Linked DNA regions of Mus musculus: region 2 is linked to region 1. The links are chromatin contacts, called in public promoter capture Hi-C maps. All regions are on one chromosome and are shown on one strand. Each heading gives the region's core, a stretch centred on a gene start, on an enhancer-like site or on the middle of the called end of the contact. The rest is flanking DNA. Distances are from core to core; before and after follow the strand shown. Region 1 holds the start of Mmp14 (matrix metallopeptidase 14 (membrane-inserted)). Region 2 holds the start of Psmb11 (proteasome (prosome, macropain) subunit, beta type, 11).

Region 1 (3,318 bases), core at 386-2,885:
CTAAGCACACCACCACCTATCACTTGGCCTGCTTGGGATTTTTAATCAACCACAAGCAACTGCTTTGTGAGAGAAGAAAGGGGCAGCAGCAGTTTCCCTGGTTCACCCTCATACTCTTGTCACTAAGAGACCATGCACAGCTCAGATGCATACAGTTGGCATTTAATGTTTTCTTGAAAAGGTCTTTCCACCTGAGGATCTTTTTCCTTTTTAAGACATGGTCTCACGGTAGCACTGGCTGTCCTGAAACTGGCCAGGTAGACCAAGTTGTCTGGCAATCACAAAGATCCTCCCACCTCTGTCTGGATTTAAAGCCATGTGCCACCATACCTGTTAGAAGTCCCTTTCTTAACAAGCAGCTAGTATCTGGGTACATGGTCCAGGAGACACTCACACTGTAAGGCAGATATAGGAAGGATTAAACTCGGGGTCTTCTGCTGAAGGAGTAATAATCAGACTTAAGTTCCAGAGGTTAAAGAGGGTCCTTGCTTCCCCACCCCCACACACAAGGTCGCTGCCCATGACCTAGCAACCATTCATTGTATTGATCGTGAGCCTCCCTTGGATTCTGGAGGCAAGGACCTTTGTTCCCGTTCCAGTGCTCCGTGTTTGGCTCCCATCATCCACCACAAAGCTGGCAGCTGTGGATCTCTGCAGCTTCCTACCTGGCTTTATTCCTGCCCCCTTCCCTTACCGCTTCCCTTGCTTGCTTTCCTTCCCTCTCCCCACTGCCTTCCTCTCGCTGACCAAATGCAATTCTTGGATCTTACATTTCGCTGATGGTCGAGTTTTCTGTCTCCCACACTTTTCCTGCCTCTGTCCCACTGCTGGTGTGTTTCCATATCTAGTTGTCAACCTCTTATCTGTCTCCCTCTCGGAGAGCCAGCGCAGCCTGGCCTCCCTCTCCCCTGTCTGCCTCTCCTTTTGTTCTCCCTGCCCAGCCATCACGGAAGCTGCGCGCTCGAAGGAACTGTCTCCACTGTAAAGACTAAAGGAAACTCCAAAACCCTACCTCCCATTCCTTCCTCTTCCAACAAATTTCACCACTTCTATCCATCGGGCTTCCCCCGATCCTGTGACCTTGAAGCCCTTTCCTACCCAGGCAGTTCACACTTAATAGAACAGCCAGATTGTAAAAGCCATTAATAAAGGGGTCGGTCCCCCAATTCAAAGTAATTGCGGTGGCTGTTGGGCATGTGGCTTTTGTTACAGTCTTAACTTTGGGGCAAGAGGAGGAGAAGGAGGCTGTCCACAGGTCTCAGCATACAACCCTCTTGTTAGTAAATGTCCCTTCTCCCAACCTTCCTCACTCGCAAGTTAGACTTCATGTCTCCACCATTCCTAGCCATCGGGCTTCCCAATACTTAAACACTCTCAAGTGAGACATGCTGAATACTACGGGAATCAGGCCACCCAAAAAATGCTTAGGAAGAGAAAGTCTTCCGCATCCCGTCCCCTGGGACACCCAGGCTCCTAGTTAGTTGCCGGCTGCGGCCTCAACCCCTGCAGATGGCAGCCTGCACCACAGAAAAGACAAACTTTTTTTTCCCCTTCTCTCCTGCTGTAATTGGATTCGAGCTGAAACACCACGTCCCCACCGAAAAAGGAGGGCATTGGGGCGGGGGCGGAGGAGAGGCTGTGGGAGAAGGGAGGGACCAAAGGAGAGCAGAGAGGGCTTCCAACTCAGTTCGCCGACTAAGCAGAAGAAAGATCAAAAAACGGAAAAGAGAAGAGCAAACAGACATTTCCAGGAGCAATTCCCTCACCTCCAAGCCGACCGCGCTCTAGGAATCCACATTCCGTTCCTTTAGAAGACAAAGGCGCCCCAAGAGAGGCGGCGCGACCCCAGGGCGTGGGCCCCGCCGCGGAGCCCGCACCGCCCGGCGCCCCGACGCCGGGGACCATGTCTCCCGCCCCTCGACCCTCCCGCAGCCTCCTGCTCCCCCTGCTCACGCTTGGCACGGCGCTCGCCTCCCTCGGCTGGGCCCAAGGCAGCAACTTCAGCCCCGAAGTAAGTGAGCTCCTCCGGCCCTTCCCGGAGTTTCGCCCGCCGGGTAGGCGAGCCCGGGGGTCTCCAAGGGGACAGCCCCCGCTGAGAGATGGGCTCTGGGGGGGCTCTGCTGCGCCAGCCTTTCTTTTTCTCCCCTCATCTGCAAACTTGCAAGTTGATCCAACTTTTGCCTGCCTCCAACAACCCCCCTTCCGCCGCCACCGACTCTTTCCCATTCCTCCCTTCCCTGGAAGAACTCTGCAGCGGGGCCCGGGCCTCGCTTTTCCAAGCTCTGCGCGCACTGTGGCACAAGGCGGGAGCCTCAGAGACACTGGACTCCGCGCCGTCCGGGCCGGTGTCACACGCGAGTTGTTCCTTCAGTTTGGCAGCGCTCAGGTGCCCGAGGCCCTGCACGGACGCATCCGTACCAAGTGGGGGCGTCGGGGGCGCCCAAGCTGTACCCGCCTCCCCTGGACCGCCCTCGGTGCGGGCCGCTGGCCCGGGCGTCGAGGATCGCGGCGGGCCGAACTTCCGCGCACACAAAGCTCTTCTTGTGAGCAGCGGGGCTCAGCCTGGCCACCTCCTCCCTCGTCCTCCACACCCCTACCGGCGCCTTGGGGGGCCTTTTTGTTGTTGATAATTATTTTTCTGCATTGATCGCGGGGAGACTAGGGGGAGTCGCTCGCTCGGTGAGTTAGTTGAGGGTTGGCCTGGGTCTCCCCTGAGTGTCCCAACTGACTCTGGCGCCCCCACCCCCATCCCTAACTCTTCCGTGACCATAGCCCACCCCGGTCCTGAAGGAAGCGGCATGGGAGTAGTCCGAGGAAGTTTTCCCTCCCTCTCTTATTTTGGGGTGAAGGTGGGAGACGGATTTAATCAGCTTCTTATTTTGGGCCATCCCAACCCACTCAGCCTGGTGAGGACCTGGGTGTGGTAGGGAAGGGCTGGGAAGGGCCCAAATGAAGGATACGGTCTGGATTTGACTCCCTCTTCTCTGGGCCCAGGCCGGGGCGCACCCTCAGAATGAACCTCTCCTGGGCACATGCTGCCTGTATCACTGAAGAGACCTGGAGCTGAAAGGCCAAGTGTAGCCCTAGGAGTCGGGCCACAGTTGTGCATGGAAACTGGAAAGAGTAAAATCCTCCCTGAGACTGGAAACCAAACCCAATTGTCAGAGAGAGGAGGCAGGCTCCTTTCCCAGGCCTAAAGCTACCATCTTAGCCCCAGAGAGTGCCTAACAAAAGGAGCCTCTGGAAAACTGCCCACTGCCAACGTCTTTTTTTCCCTCCCCAGCCTCCAGTAGGTGCCCTAGGGGAGGCGCGGCAGCC
Region 2 (3,318 bases), core at 569-3,068, 190 kb after region 1:
TGCTTATCTATCCTTGGGCAGGGGTGGGGCCTGGGGTGTGCCACCTCATGGGTGTGTTCCCCTTTCCTAAAGGGACGTTAGTGGGGAGGTCTGGGGCGGACCCTGTGTGCATGATCACATCTGCTCTGATTTCAAGAAGGCAATGGCTCTGTCCTGCCCAAGAGACAGAGTTCCACAGCATGACACATGCCTGTAATACCAGCACTTAAGAAGCTGAAGCAGGAGGATAGTGATTTTGGACCAAACCTAAGCTACAGAGGGAGTTGAAGGCCAGCTTAAGCTACAAAACAAGATCCTACCTCAAAAAAAAAAAACAAGGCAGTGTTCCAAGACTCTTGAAGCAGAGGCAAGCAGATCTCTATGAGTTCAAGGCCAGCCTGGTCTACATAGTGAGACACTGTCTCAAAAACAAAGGAACAGGGCTGGAGAGATGGCTCAGTGGATAAAAGCACTGACTGCTCTTCCAAAGGTCCTGAGTTCAAATCCCAGCAACCACATGGTGGCTCACAACCACCCGTAATGAGATCTGACACCTTCTTCTGGTATCTGAAGACAGCTACAGTGTACTTATGTATAACAATAAATAAACATCTAAAAAACCCAAAGAAACAAAATGCCCCCCCCCAAAACCAAACAACAATAACAACAAAAAGCACTGGGTGTGATGGCACACACCTGTAGTCTCAGGACTTGGAAGGAGAGTTCAAGGTCAACCTGAACTAACTATATGTGGTATTTCATGCTAGCCTGGGCTACACAGAATTACCTTGTCTCAAAAATAAAAACCAACCAAATAAACAAAACACGGAAATAATAATGATGATGAGGAGGACGGTGAGGAGGATGGTGAGGAGGAGAAGGAGGGAGATAATGGTCCCAAGCCACAACCTTACCTTTTAAGCCCATACTGGGGAAGGATTTCAGAATATGTGGTATTCTTAAGCCAGACATTGAGGGATAGGATTTAAATGCTGAGGATAGGAGGCATAGAAGTGGAAACCATGCTAGGGACAGAGAAAGAGAAGAGGCCGTGGTGAGTGGATTTGGACCTGACTCTCCTGGGCTCCCACTGGAATGCTGCTTACAGATGTGTGTCACTGTCTCTGCCTTTCAATGTGGGTTCTGAGATCAAGCTCTGGTTGCCAGGCATGTGGAGCAAGTGCTCTGACCCACTGAGTGACCTTCCCAGCCTAGGGTTACCATCTGTGTACAGATAGAAAGACCTCTTTGTCCTCAAAGCAGAAGAGGGACTCTGCGTTCTGGCGCTCTTTCCCCTAAGTAACCTGCTTTTCTGGAAGGAGTTTGAGTGTCTTTCTCCTTCTCCCTCTTACAGAAACTCGCTTGTCCTTTTCTGTGTTCCAACACAGTCCATGTTATGTTGGAAATCTTTGCCTGCCTAACGTCCCACACAGCCAAACTACGGAGGGCCCAGATCTCCTCTGCTTGCAATCATTCTTCTATGGGATCGCCTCGATCCCCTGCCTCTACCCCCCTTTGGGTAGATGCCGGATGACAGACAGGAGACTCCATCGGTGACTCTTGCGCGCATCACAACAGTGGAAGGTCACGCTGACAGGTGGCGTCTTCAGAGTGTAGGAACCGCAGCAGGCTTGCTCTGTCTCCCCTTGGCAGTTCTCTGAGGTGGGTGGAGATCCCTCACCAGCCAATTCCAAAGCCTGATCTGAGACCAAGGAGAAATGAAGCTTAGCTCACATGTCTCACTCCCTGGTTCTGGCTGCAGCCCAGCTTCTCCACAGCGTCCTCCTCCTCCTCCCCATGCTGACCCAGGCCTCAAATGCAGCCCTGCTCCTTCCGATTCTCACTCAGCCTCAGGGATGGCTCTTCAGGATGTGTGCAAGTGGCAGACTCCCGACACTCCCAGACCATCCATTCACTTGCCTCAGGCCGGTGGCTGGGCTGTACCCCGGGGCTGTGACCCTCAAACCTTCCTGCAGATCCATGGCCCCAGGCTGGCTCATGGCACCACTACCCTGGCTTTTCGCTTTCGTCACGGTGTCATCGCTGCGGCTGATACTCGGTCCTCCTGTGGCAGCTATGTGGCATGTCCAGCCTCACGGAAGGTCATTCCTGTGCACCAGCGTCTCCTGGGTACCACCTCTGGGACCTCTGCTGACTGTGCCACATGGTACCGGGTGCTACGGCGGGAGCTGCGGCTTCGGGAACTGAGGGAAGGCCAGCTGCCCAGTGTGGCAGGCACGGCCAAACTCTTGGCAGCTATGATGTCCTGCTACCGCGGTCTGGATCTGTGTGTGGCCACTGCCCTCTGTGGCTGGGACCACTCTGGCCCTGCTCTCTTCTATGTCTACAGCGATGGCACTTGTCTGCAGGGAGATATCTTCTCAGTAGGCTCTGGGTCTCCCTACGCCTATGGTGTGCTTGATCGTGGCTACCACTATGACATGACCATCCAGGAAGCCTACACCCTGGCCCGCTGTGCTGTGGCCCATGCCACCCACCGTGATGCTTATTCAGGGGGCTCAGTGGACCTCTTCCACGTTCGGGAGAGCGGATGGGAGTATGTATCCCGCAGTGATGCTTGCGTGCTGTATAGGGAGCTGCAGAAAGCCCGGAGCTTGGAGCAGGAGCTGGAGGCAAAAGCTTGTGGAATCTATCCTGAGCCTGCCACGCCGCAAGGTGCTCGAGAATGTAAAGAACTCTTTGTGGAGCAAGAGGAGGTGACGCCAGAAGACTGCGCGATAATAATGAAGACTGAAACAATGTAAGAAAGGACAGAACTTGGGGACTGCCAGGACAAGGGACTAGGGGATGAAGCTGCCTTGGCAGGGTTAGTTCTGGGAGCAGCCCCGGGCATCTGGCTCTGGCCCTTTTGGGTTTCCTGCTTTGTTTAAGTTCCCATCCTCTCTGCTTCCCAGAGCTACTGATGTCTCTGTCCAACATGTTCTGATGATACCTGATGGATGGTATTGCCTCCTTCTGCCTCTAAAGTGACTAAACAAACACTCATTGCATGCCTACTTTGTGCCAACTGTCATGCTATGTGCTGGGCCCTCTTTTGTCATTCTACCCCAGTTGGTATTCTCATTTTGGTCCTTATCTGGTTTGTTTTCTCTTTCAGCTGGTCACCTTTTCAACTTGGTCAGGCTGAATGGCCAGGAGAGAGCCTAGTTTAGTGATGGGCTTGTCTCTGCTGGCCCTCCACACCCTGACCCCCACCATGACTGTAATGGCTATAATGATTCCACCTATACTGAGTGCAGTTCCCATGACAGCTTTTGCAAGCATGATTGTTTATTGAAGCTGGGTCAGGTTTAGAGAGTTACAGGACTTACGCAGGTT

The links. Promoter capture Hi-C pulls out the DNA fragments that hold promoters and counts their contacts.
Region 2: a promoter capture Hi-C map of neural stem cells shows a contact between it and region 1. The contact joins the promoter of Psmb11 here to the promoter of Mmp14 in region 1. A contact is called at or near these places in 11 of 39 promoter capture datasets (the C10 cell line, the HPC-7 cell line, cranial neural crest and 8 more), 1 of 15 datasets of contacts at CTCF or cohesin (large pre-B cells), 8 of 484 Hi-C or Micro-C datasets (the G1E-ER4 cell line, cardiomyocytes, cerebral cortex and 4 more), 7 of 115 datasets of contacts at active chromatin or transcription factors (bone marrow-derived dendritic cells, embryonic forebrain, embryonic stem cells and 2 more) and 3 of 9 other capture datasets (adipose tissue, liver and pancreatic islet).

What each region holds. Positions count from the first base shown.
Region 1 is chr14:54,429,963-54,433,280 of GRCm38.p6, forward strand. It overlaps Mmp14 (matrix metallopeptidase 14 (membrane-inserted)), which reads left to right and starts at 1,636. Exons shown (of 10, transcript NM_008608.4): 1 at 1,636-2,011. The coding sequence starts at 1,904.
Region 2 is chr14:54,623,492-54,626,809 of GRCm38.p6, forward strand. Psmb11 (proteasome (prosome, macropain) subunit, beta type, 11) reads left to right here and starts at 1,819. Exons shown (of 1, transcript NM_175204.4): 1 at 1,819-3,318. The coding sequence starts at 1,836. The coding sequence ends at 2,744.